Regions from separate parts of the Danio rerio genome. Here region 2 is linked to region 1. The links are chromatin contacts, called in public HiChIP or PLAC-seq maps. All regions are on one chromosome and are shown on one strand. Each heading gives the region's core, a stretch centred on a gene start, on an enhancer-like site or on the middle of the called end of the contact. The rest is flanking DNA. Distances are from core to core; before and after follow the strand shown.

Region 1 (6,648 bases), core at 1,744-4,243:
AGTCATGACCAGAGCTTGACGAATCAGGGATTCAATAGTCCAGAAGAATCAATCAGAGCACAATTGTGGATAGCCACGCCTCCAATTCAAGTCTACGAATTGATGCGTCTAAAACACTTTAACACGAAGACGCTGGAGTGACCTGAAGTCTGTATCTAGTCGACTACAAGACATGCATACAACGACATTTTTTAATGTCTACTGGCTGCGTATTTTAGTCATGATTGGAGCTTGACGAATTGAAGACGCTACATTCCTGAAGAACCAATCAGAGTGGTTAGCCACGCCCCTAATTTAAAAGTGCGATTTTATGAGTCTACACTAAAACGCAAACGCTTTTTCAGACTAAACGAAGTCTCAAGTGTTTTCACAATGAAGATGGCGGAGTTGCGTGAACGCAAGTGGCGTTTTTGTTGTCTGCTTGTTTATTAGTTAAATGACTGGAGGGAAAGATGCGCAGTAGTCTAGAAGAACCAATCAGAGCATGGTTATGGATAGCCACGCCTCCAGTTTAAAAATCTACGATCTACACTAAAACGTAACCACTTTTTCAGACTAAATGTTTTCAGTATTCAGTAAACGAAGATGTCGCAGTAGTGTGGACGCCAGGCGTGACTGTTATATAGCAAATTTTTTTAAACGAAAGCACACTAATGTAATCGTAGGCTCAGAATCAGCTCATTATACTCTATAATGAAAAACGTGATCACGATACTAGTATACGCAGTTTCCTTATCGCAGAAAGGTCCAGTAAGTTACATGCCAATCATTAGGTCGTTTATTCAGTTTTGACCAATTAGATGGAGACTTAATATCTTTATCCCCGCCTCCCCTGGAGGTGCTGATCTGTTATTGGCTTAAGCACCCAAAAGGCGAATGTAGAGCTGAAAAATAATAGCTAATCAGAGTCAGAATTTCCGTTTACGGGTTTTCATAGGGTTTATGAAATGCCTAAATATTTGCACAGACGTCATTGTTTGATATTATTTTTAATTTGACGTTGAGATCAGAAAAATGTTTAGCTTATAAAAAGTTTAAATAAAAATAGTTTCTCTAGGGAAATGGTAAATATCGTTTTTACTATGTCGTTTATTTTCCCAGTGTCATGCAGAAGATCGGACCATTAAAAGCCTGTGTGAATAATGTGTTTTTCGTTTGCAGTGTTTGATCCGCACGATGACGACCTATATTCTGAATAGCAGCAGGACGCGTCCGCTCTGATGCTACAACGCACCATTTCTCACAGTAAGTTCTTCAACCAATAATATCCAGCCGCAGACCTGCATGTTTCAGGCCACACTGGATTCAGACCACTAGATCAAAGGTCTTCAAGTAGGAGCGACTGACACCGCGAGTATGTTAATGAGTGTTACAGCTACGGCTAATGAGAATGTACACGTGTCATTTCTGTGATGCACTACAGCAATGAATACTGTTTATTCATTCATTATTCATAACGGTAAGGGGTAGGTGTAGGGTTGAGGTGGGTGCAGGTCCGGCGCGTCCATAGAGGTGACCTAGGCAGTCGCCTAGGGCAGCAGAATAGAGAGGGCAGCGTCCGCAACACTACCCTCACCACCCGTGCCCTCAGTTATATCCGCGTCTGGGGCAGCAGAATAGAGAGGCTGGCGTCCGCGAGACTACCCTCACCACCCGTGCCCTCAGTTATATCCGCGTCTGGGGTGGCAGAATAGAGAGGCCGGCGTGCGCGACACTACCCTCACCACCCGTGCCCTCAGTTATATCCGCGTCTAGGGGGGCAGAATAGAGAGGCCGGCGTCCGCGACACTACCCTCACCACCCGTGCCCTCAGTTATATCCGCGTCTGGGGTGGCAGAATAGAGAGGCCGGCGTGCGCGACACTACCCTCACCACCCGTGCCCTCAGTTATATCCGCGTCTAGGGGGGCAGAATAGAGAGGCCGGCGTCTGCGACACTACCCTCACCACCAATGCCCTCAGTTATATCCGCGTGTAGGGCGGCAGAATAGAGAGGGCAGCATCCGCGGAGTGACCGTCCTTTTCCTAGAGTGGCAGTTCAGCTTGCTCTGGCCCTGGGTGGGTGTAGACGTTAATAAAACACAAGAGGTCCTGTTCACACCAAGGATAACGATAAAGATGTTGTAAAAATTGTAGCGGTGTAGAAGGATGTTAATAATAGTAAAAAAGACTAAATATACCTAGGTGGCCCGACCAAGTAAAGTATTTATGTGTTGGAAGCATTGTGTAGACGTTATGTGGACGATATTTGGGATAGCTCATTAATTGACGTGTCATAGCTCATCACCATGAAATGTACCAGATTTTAAACTCTGTTTTAGGTTCAAAATGCGCCACTTTAGCCGGAGGCTCCCAACGAAACTGAAAGATTTCTGGCTACGTTGACGCTGTGAACTTGTCCTAAGGCATTGGTTTATGATTGGTTGTAGACGCAAACACAATAGGTCGAACAAGCATGAGTTAAATATCATAATCTACAGTCAAAAATGTTTTATTATATTGATCAAAATGAAAACACAATCTCAGCATCCAAAACAGGCCGCTCCGCTTTCGGCAGAGCTTGTCGCTAGCTCCTAATGAAAATTGCTACGTTGACGCTCCCACCGGTGTTAACGCACAATAGGGTGTCGCTTTAGGATTGGGGTGGGTGCAGACAGAACAAACGCAAACTAAATATCTCAAATCTCCGTCAATGTTGTGATTCATTATATTTATAAAAATGAACAAAGAAATCTAATACTATATTTGTCTTATTCAGTGTATCGTTATTAAATACTGTACGTCATGTAGATGTTAGTTAATTAAACAATACAAAACCGTGACTGATCTTTCATTACGCATATATTGCTCTGGATCTCATGGCCTGAAAATAAACATGTGACGCATTTCCCTTCTATTCGTTACTTTATCTAAACATGACTTTGTTCCTTAGGATGAGCGAGGCCATGGCGTGTGGTTCCTGACTGCGACTGCACATGCGTGTTGGGAGGACCCATGGATCGCTGTAAGCACGTGGTGCGGTTCCGCCTGGGCCACGGCCACTCCATCCTCAACCCGCAGATGTGGCGCTGCGTGGACTGCGATACCACCGAGTCCGTGTGGGCCTGCCTGAAGTGCACGCACGTAGCCTGCGGACGCTACATGGAGGAGCACTCACGGAGCCACTACCAGCAGACTCAGCATCCGCTAGCCATGGATGTACGCGAGCTGGATGTCTTCTGCTTTGCGTGCGGAGATTACGTGTTGAACGATAACGTGGAGGGCGATCTCAAGCTCCTGCGGGGGGCGCTGTCCACCGTCCGCAGCCCTGGCCAGCGTTCCCTGCGTTCGTCAGTGACGGATGGCGGATTGAGAGTGTGTGAGATTACGCGAGACGGCGCGATGCAGACGGCGTTATGGCACCGGCGGAAAACTCTTCTCAAAAGCGCACTTCGCTACTGGATTAGCCGGCAACAGGAAGAGCACAGGAAGCGCGAGGAAAAACAAGAACAGGAGCGAGAGGAAAAACGACGCCAGCGTAAAGAAGTCAAAAAAAGACTGCTAGGAGAATTAGCCAATGTGCCGCCTAGAAAAAGTGCGCGATTGCTAACCCAGGCTCCGCGTCCAACAATCGCGCTAATACCACGGAAGTTCCGCGACCCTCCAGAGCGACTTCCTGCAGCGCCCAAACAGTTATTGACGCTATCTGCAAAGACTCTTTCGCGGAAACCGCTCCGCCGTACTGCACGCCTGCACCGCTATCATGCTTCACAATCTGCGCGACGCAGGAAACTAGCGCCCGGAGTTACAGGACTGCGCAATCTCGGGAATACATGCTACATGAACTCCATCCTACAGGTTAGCCTTCTGCCAGTATCAATTTTCTTGTAATTTCATTGATGCTAATGCTTTTATCGTGATATACGGTATTTTCACGATATTGACGTATTTTGTATGTACGTTCAGAGTATTTAAAACAAATTAAATTACACTACTTTAAAATCTCATTAGTAAACTTTAGCCAATACACTAAAACCAACAGTAAGAAATAGCCATATTATAGTTGTTAAATTTAATTTTTTTTTATTAGAACTGAATTTTAATAACTCAATTTGATAAAATGATTACGACTTCAGATTTTCATGCATTATTAGGCGAATTAAATTGACTTTAAAATTAATTGATGTTTACAAATGGAGCCGTACTGTACAGTTAACGAACGAAAGGCCTATAAATAAACAATTTTCAATGTCGTAGACCAAATTAACACATGACAATATTTGAAAATACTTAAGTCTTAAGCCTTTGCTGCTGTCATGAACAACCATTGCAGATACAACAATCTAAATATTCAGCAACACTGTAGTTTAGGTCACAATTCATGCTAATAACGGTCAGTGTTGGGGAGGTCACTTTGCAAATTTAATAGATTACAGATGACAAATTCCCCTATTTAAAATGTAATCAGTGTATCTTTTCAATAATTTTATAAAAGTAAAGTAACTGATTACATCTGATTACTGTGATTACTTAAGTTTCTAATGGATATTTTCAGCTAAATTTACTAAATTTAAATCAACTAAATTCTACCAAGCAGGTGTGACCATACAGTAACTCTTCTTACTGTTAGCATTTCTAAATCTTTCATCTGAATTAAGATTATATTAATTTAATTTTAAAGTAGAGCCACCACAAAACCAGACCCTATAACAAAAACATGTTTACTGTTGTTACAAACTAAATGTTAGTGAGTTGTGCAGAGGGGATTTATCTGGCATTTACAATAAAAAAAAGTAAAATCGAAGGTAATTTTGCAATTTTCATTTTTAAACCGAAGCAACTTAAATCCAAATCAATCATATCTTACTGATCAATAAAACTGCCAATGACACGAGGCATAATAGTTCAGTTCCGTTATTTATAATAAAATTATTTATAAATTTCCGTTATTTTTAATATGCTGTATTAAACAAACTAATTATGGTAAACAACAGCAAACACAAATCCAATAAAACCAGGCGTTACACATTTAAAATACTATAGTAATGTATAGTAAAGGGAAATATTTAGGAATGAGCAATATATTGTGTACATTTCCAACTCTTCATTATGAATTACACTACATAATGTAGTATCATTAGTAACTCATGAACTAATAGTAATTACCATAGTATTCTTTAGCCTTTACTACAGTAAACTAAATATATAGTTTATTAACGATGTCAGTTGATGGAGAAAGTAAAAAGCACAGCAGTGTTTGGATGCGCTGTGTTTGAGGTCATTACAGTGGATTCACATGGGACTTCAGCGTCAACGCTTGGCAGAGGGCGTGTCTTAAGTTGGGGTTGACGCCATCGTCATGGCAGCATCTGCCAATAAAATTAGTCCGCAATCGGCAACCGTCTGAGCTGGTGTATTTGCATAGAGCGATCTGATTGGCTGACGCTTCCATCGGTGGCTGAAAAGTTAAGAAAGTCCCAACTTCTGCAGCGAACAACGGCTCTGAAGCGGCGCCGACGAATCCACAATGCAGTTCGGCAGTGCCTGAGGTCACCCATTCAAAGTGAATGCGAAGCGTTGACGCCCCGTGTGAATGGGGCTGTTATTACTGTAATGTGTATATTCCAAACAAAGTGTGAAGCCGATTGGTTAGTTCTACTCTCATGAATCGCGGTGCGCTCGCGGCATTCGGAAAAGTTCAGATGTTTTTAACTAAGTTGCGTGCCTCCATTGACAAACGTACACCCTCAGCTTATTACTCTTGCCGCTCGTTCAGCATCCACATTCTAAGTTAACTATAGCGCGTCATAGCCAAACTACATACTGAATCTTTATTTATTTTTATTAATTTTTCAAATCGAGTGTCAATGGTGTTCGGTCAGTAAATATTGATACCAATTTTAAACGGCCAGCCCTAGCGCAAGTTACATTCTTGTGCAACAGAATCATGATGTTTTACAGCCTTTACGAGTTATCAACGGAGCATGGTTAATAGTGAAATTAGTTCATCACTGCATCCCTAATCCCTACCAATGACATCAATATTATGCATGTTGATATCTTGGATTATTCAATATGGCCGTATACAGTGAAAATCAAGTTATTCGCCCTCCTCTGAAATTAATTATGTTTTTGCCCGAACACATTTGTTAAAAACATAATAGCTTTAATAACTAATCTCGAAAAACTAGCTTATTTTGTCTTCGCCATGATGACAGTACATAATATTTTTTAAGATACTAGTATTCATCTTAGTGCAATGAAAGGCTTAACTAGGTTAACTAGATGTTGGATAACAGTGGTTTGTTCTGTAATGCTCAATACACATGGGGCTTCAGCGTTAAAGCTGTGGTCACACTAGAGTTTGTACGTGCGAAATTCTGTCGTACAGCGCTGCGAAAAGGGGCGGGATTAAATGAGATGATTAGACATTAATATAAAAGCGAGCGATTGCTCCATGGTTTAAATTTCTGTCCAGAGAGGTCATGTTAATCCTCGATTGGTCTCACGCAGTCAAGTGATGCGAAACGTAACACTTGACCCTGTGTTTCCGGTCTGATGCATTCGCGTGGGTATGAATGGAAGTCTACGGGAGGAAAAGCCCAGTGTGACCGCAGCTTAATGCTTCACAGAGGGCGTGTCTGAAGTTGGGGTTGACTCGATCGACATC
Region 2 (6,648 bases), core at 2,893-5,392, 93 kb after region 1:
TTTCGATAAATTGTGCAGACCTCGTTCAATGCAATATGAACGCAAACTAACCCAATGTGAAACTATATATAGAGTCGCTCATTTTTGAAAACGCATCTCGATGTCACTCATAAATGTGGCTCTACAGAAACTCATGATTAACTGACTTGATTGAACTTCACAAACGCAATTTATTGCGCTTCTCTGCTATATGCATATTGAATATACTATTATTACGATAGCAATATTCTTTTTCGATACATCGTACAGATTTAATCCAATGCAATACAAACTCAATCCAATCCAGTGTGAAACTATATATAGAGTCTCTCATTGGCCAAAATGCATCTCAATGAGCGACTCTATATGTAGTTGGGTTGGTTTATCGAAATAATATCAATATTGCAACAATAGTATTTTCAATATCCATATCGCAGAGAAGGACAATAAATTAGGTTCATTACATTTACTCAAGTCAATCAATCATGAGTTTATGTCGCGCCACATTTATGCCAGACATCGAGATGCAAGTTTACTTACTTATTGGGTGGGTTTGCATTTGTATTGCATTGGACTAGGTCTGCACAATTTATCTGAGAAATATTATTATCGCGATAATAGCTTTTCAATATCCATATGGTAGAGAAGTGTAATAAATTAAGTTCACAATAAATAAATCAAGATTTGCGTATGCTATTATTGTGATAATGATGTTTTACCGATATATCGTGCAGACCTAGAAATGCAATACGAATGCAAACCAACCCAACAGAAACGCTCATAGGTAAAAAAAAAAAAAAATGCATCGCAAAATCTGAAGATTGATTAAACTTAACTGGATTTAATTAACTAAATTTGGTCAAATTTGCATAAATAAGCAATAAAATGCACATAAAATTAATTTAATTTATTGCACTTTTCTGCGATATGGATATTGAATATATTATTATCACGATAACAAAATTATTATGATAAATCGTAGAGACCTAATCCAATCTACTACAAAACGTTTTTTTTATTTGTCTTATTGGAATGATTTGCTTACATATTAGATTGGATTAGGTCTCCACGATATATTGAAATAATATCATTATCGTGATAAAAGTATATTCAATATCCATATCGCAGAGAAGTGCAATAAATTAGGATCATTAAGTTTAGTCAAGTTAATCAATCATGAGTTTATGTAGCGTCACATTAATGCCTGGCATCGAGATGTATGTTTACTTATGAGCTACTCTATTGGGTAGCTTTGCGTTTGTATAGCATTACTAGGTCTGCACGATATATCAGAGAAATACTGTTATCGCGATAATAAAATATATAATATCCATATCACAGAGAAGTGTAATAAATTAAGTTCTCAATAAATAAGTTAAGATTAGCATATGCTATTATCGCGATAACGATATTTATCCGATATACAGACCTAGTAATGCAATACGAATGCAAACCAATCCTATAGAGTCGCTCATAAGTGAAAATGCAGCTCGATATCTCATGATTGACTAAACTTAACTGGACTTAATGAACTTAATTTGTTCAAATTTGCATAAATAAGCAATGAAATGCAAATAAAATAAATTTATTGCACTTCTCTGCGATGTGGATATTGAATATACTACTATCGTGATAACGATATTTTTGTGATATATTGTGGAGACCTAAGCTATTGCAATACAAACGCAAACCAATCCAATATAAAACTCTATATAGAGTCGTTCATTGGTAAAACGCATCTCGACGTCAGGTATAAATGTGGCGCTACATAAACTCATGATTAATTGAACTTAACTGGACGATAAACTCAATTTGGTCAAATTTGCATAAATAAGCAATGAAATGTAACGTAATTTATTGTACTTCTCTACGATATGGATATTGAATATGGTATTATCGCAATAACGATATTATTTCAATATCATGCAGACCTAGTCCAATCAAACCCAGTGTGAAACTACATATAGAGTCGCTCACTGGTGAAAACACATCTCGATGTCAGGCTTAAATGTGGCGCTACATAAACTCACGACTGATTGACTTGATTGAAAATGTTGACACTTTCTCCTCTATAGAGCGAGCGCTTAATCAACATCACGTTAAACAAGGCTAAGAGAGTTCGTGTGTGTGTGTGTGTGTGTGTGTGTGTGTGTGTTTGACACCTCATGGAAAGTCCTGCGGTCTGATTTCTCTTCGAACCTGTTCATTTACATTCCAAGACGTCTTTTCTTTACCGCTCATTCTCGTGACGTTGACAAGAAGCGGAAAAAAGTCCGCAGTTATATCAGCAGTAAAATACGTGAAAAGAATAACATGGAAAAACCTAAATCTGGATCACACACCGCTGCTATTTATAGCTCCAATTGTGCAAAAATAGAAGTGTCAACATGGCTATAGTGTGTGTAATAGCTGAATATGCTGTGGTATTTACTCTGATGATGAACAGTGTTGCACAACGCAACCCTTCCACTGAAGTCCAGCTCTTCAAAACGTCCATATTCAGAGTTCACAATGACGGAGAAGTGTTGATCACCTCACATCTACAACTAAAGCACTCAGCCATGTGTGGAGACGCAAAATAAACACACAGAAACAGCACCAAACCGAAACCTGTTACACACACACACACACACACACACACCAGATGGTAAATATTGACAGAAATGACTTCATCCCTCCAGGACGGGTTGAGAGAATAGGTCAATGTGTGTGTGAAGTGTGTGTGCGTGTGTGTGTGTGTGTGTGTGTGAGCGAGCGAAAGAAGGGGGGGTGGGTGTATATGAAGTGTGTGTGTGTATGTGATGTGAGGTGTGTGTATGTGTGTTTGGAGGGGCTGTGTGCATGTGTGAAGCGTGTGTTTGTGTGGTGTGCTGTGTGTGTGACAGAAAGAGTGTGTGTAATATAGGTGGTGTGAGGTGTGTGTGCATGGTTGGTGTGAGTGTGTGTCTGGTGTGCAGTGTGTGTGTGTTTGGGGGGGGGGGTGGTGTGTGGGTTGAGTGGGTGTACTTGAGGTGTGTGAGTGTGATTGCATGTGTGTGTGTTGGGATGTGCATGAGGTGTGTGTGTATGTGTGTGTGTGTGAGCGAGCGAAAGAAGGGGGGGTGGGTGTATATGAAGAGTGTGTGTGTATGTGTGTGTATGTGTGTGTGTGTGTGTGCGGGTGTATGTGTGTGTGTGTATGTGTGTGTGTGTGTGTGTGTATGTTTTGGGGTGGGCTGTGCGTGTGTTTGTGATTGCGTGTTTGTGTTGGTATGTGCATATGAGTTGTGTGTGTGTGTGTGTGTGTGTGTGTGTGTGTGTGTGTGTTAATGATTGTGTGTGTATGTGTGTGGTGTGCAGTGTGTGTCTGTGTTTGGGAAGATTGTGTGTGTGTGTGTGTGTGTTAATGATTGTGTGTGTATGTGTGTGGTGTGCAGTGTGTGTCTGTGTTTGGGAAGATTGTGTGTGTGTGTGTGTGTATGTTTTGGGGTTGGCTGTGAGTGTGTTTGTGATTGCGTGTTTGTGTTGTCATGTGCATATGAGTTGTGTGTGTGTGTGTGTGTGTGTGTTTGTGATTGTGTGTGTGTGGTGTACAGTGTGTCTGTGTTTGGGAAGATTGTGTGTGTGTGTGTGTGTGTGTGTGCATGTATGTGTGTGTGTATTGGGGGGTTTATGTAAGGTGTGTGTGTGTGTGTGTGTGTATGTGTGTGTTTGTGTGTGTATGTGTGTGGTGTTCAGTGTGTCTGTGTTTGGGGGGAGTGTGTGTTTGTGTATGTGTGTGTGTGTGTGTGTGTGTGTGTGTGTGTATTGGGGGTTTATGTCAGGTGTGTGTCTGTGAGAAAGAAAAAGAAATGGAGTATGCGTAGTGTGTGTGTGTGTGTGTGTGTGTGTGTGTGTGTGTGTGTGTGAACTCTCATGGTAAATGTGTCAGTGGTATACTATTTGCTGGTATTTATCTCTGGGTTGATGTTAGCTGCCTTGTCAAGTTTCAAGTTCATGTTTCAAGGTCTGAAGAGCCATTCTGAGGAAAAAAACCCGAGGCGTGAGTGGTAGAGCGAGAGAGAGAGAGACATTCGCTGGAATTCCCCCTCCCTGAGACTGTGCTCACCTGGCCCCGCCCCCGATTCCATACCTGGCCGTGCCCATTTCAGCCCTATAAATACACGAGGAGCAGGTGCAGCAGAACGCTCAATGCTAAAGCAGATCTCTCACTGACTGGATTATTACTGACGCAGCTCTCACACTGGGATTTTACCTGGAAAACAATCTTTGACCACCACAACTGGTAACTAATCAGCATTTTAAATCATATTTCTACACAAAAACACGTGTATTTCTGAATTCTAAATTGGCGTTGCTTTCCATCACGCAGGATCCTCATGGCGTCAAGCGAACTTAGTCTAATTCTCAACAACGCCAATGCCAACCTGTACCCTGAGCCGCAGGCCAGCCTGTTGAGCATGTGCAGACCACCGCATCTCTCCGAGATCACCTTCAACAGCAACAGCACATTAGGTAAGAGTGCACTCCTGCTCACTCAATAACGGCTCTCATCCTCGCCAGGGATGTTTCCCATCACCTAAACGAGAGTTCAGACATGCTGATAATCCCTCAGTCTGACCTCGTGAATAATTAACCCAGGCAATGTTTAACTCGGGCCCGCAGCAGACGTGCAGGAATGCTTTCGTTAGGCTCTTTCAGCCATTGTTGACAATGCGATCAAAACCTGCAGGGTGTCAACACAACCGATAGTTAAACACACAACAGAAGCTGCGGCCCTGGAGACAGTAAACCTGAGCGGCTATTCTTCTATTGTTAGAGGCGTCTCGTCATGTCAGGTGTGATTGAGGCTAAATGTGCTCCCGTTCTCCGGCAGGCTCCTGGGACCAGGTGAACCCGCAGATGTGGAGCAGGCAGAACGTTCTGGAGTGGATCGGCTTTCACGTGGAGGAGAGCAGATTCGACGCCGGCTTGCTGAATCTGAACTACTGCACCATGGATGGGCTCACACTTTGCGCAACATCCAAGGAAGCGCTGATGAGCATGTTCGGGCCGGAGTTGGGCAATCTGCTACACCACAGTCTGGAGAGCCTGAAGGCGAGATATGGTGAGTAACTGTTGTAGATAAACTTGCTGTTTAGTAATTGATGTTGAACTATTTGGAAGTAACACACACCTGAGGTGCTGATGTGGCCGTTAAACCTCATGATTTACTAAGAATTCAATGCCCTGGAATCAATGTAAAAGCATCTGTTAGGGATTCATTGTTTTGTCCTTAATCATCTCCTGTGTGTAGCACTAGTGTCCTCCACATCTCCTCCTGCTGCTGTGTTTTGTTGTGATTTTTGACTGTGGTAGTTGTGATTGAACTCATTCAGCGGGGTGATATGCAGCTGTAATGCACTCTTGAACTACTTCAGCTTTGAATTTATCCACAAACGCTCTTAAGGATGTAAACTGTTCTGATTTTTGGTGGCTGCATGCATTAACAATCTTTTTGTTGCATCCCTAGTTAATGACCTATCTGAGAACACCGTCCTGAGCGAATCCGAGTTTGAGCTACTAGACAACATCCTGCAGAACTCATTTCCCTCCATGCATGGACCAGGCCTGGGGCCTCTGCTGGAAACTGTGGTGGTCCAGTCTACAATTCCAACAGGTGAGCCGCAAATCCCACTCAAGACAAAAAACCCCCAGAGAGCAGGTCTATCCCTACTGGGAGTAACATTTAAAATTGTTTGTTGCAGACAATTCAGACGCCAAATACAGCTACTTCGATGAGTACACCAGCCAGCTGACCCCAGAGAGTGACCACGGCTACGACTCTCTCACGGAGAGCTTTCAGAGTTCCCATGCTGGTAAGAATCCCCACTAAAACCTAAACAACTCAGGTCAAGGGCGCTCTGTGAACGAACATTATTGAACATGTACTTCGGTTTGTCCTGTGTAGGCAGCTTCCTGAACCCGAGCTCACCTGAGTCCAACAGCAGTGATTCTGACCCTGAATACTCGGAGACTCCTTACTCCATCAGCTCCAGTAAGTTCCTCTCACTCGTCTACAGTTGCTCCACCTCACTCCTGCATGGCGATCTACCTGCAGAGTTTCACCTGAATAGGCCGACATGTGTCGTCAGGACTACCTGACAATCACACAGGCTGAAACTAAACTCTGCAGGAAGATGCTCCTCGAGTATACTGCCCTACAGAGGACAGTATCTACGCAAACACAAAGCTTTGACAACAGATCAGATTCTGTAGTTAATATACGTAGATTTACACCTCAATATTGACCAAATGTGTAGATACTGCTCCTTTTAGGGCAGCATAATAATAAGGGAGTTCCCTGGATGACCCCAAAACACAAACCTCTGACATTCAGTTGTATTGTCTGCTTTCCACAGAGAACTTTTCAAAACAAGAGCCAGAAAAGACCAAGAGAGGCAGAGGACGACCTCCCAAGCTCAGGGATAGTGACGGATTTGATCACTTCATTCAGTCCAAGAAAAGCAAACATGGTGAGTACGCAGAGCTCTGCCTTTAGAGGCTCCTGATGCACACATATGCAGTGTACTAAACTAGACTCCACTGTTCCCCCAAAGCTCCAAGAGGAACCCACCTGTGGGAGTTCATCCGGGATATCCTGATCCACCCGGAGCAGAACCAGGGGCTGATGAAGTGGGAGGACCGCAG

Evidence for each region. HiChIP or PLAC-seq counts read pairs in DNA pulled down with a chosen protein or histone mark.
Region 2: an H3K4me3 HiChIP or PLAC-seq map of gastrula embryo shows a contact between it and region 1, with 4 times the contacts expected there. The contact joins the promoter of elf3 here to the promoter of usp49 in region 1. A contact is called at or near these places in 2 of 4 datasets of contacts at active chromatin or transcription factors (embryo and gastrula embryo).

The regions. Positions count from the first base shown.
Region 1 is chr22:583,839-590,486 of GRCz12tu, forward strand. usp49 (ubiquitin specific peptidase 49) reads left to right here and starts at 2,994. Exons shown (of 6, transcript NM_001044896.1): 1 at 2,994-3,836. The coding sequence starts at 2,994.
Region 2 is chr22:675,511-682,158 of GRCz12tu, forward strand. It overlaps elf3 (E74-like factor 3 (ets domain transcription factor, epithelial-specific)), which reads left to right and starts at 4,143. Exons shown (of 9, transcript XM_002666100.5): 1 at 4,143-4,243; 2 at 4,331-4,473; 3 at 4,835-5,065; 4 at 5,471-5,617; 5 at 5,706-5,816; 6 at 5,909-5,995; 7 at 6,360-6,473; 8 at 6,558-6,648. The coding sequence starts at 4,338.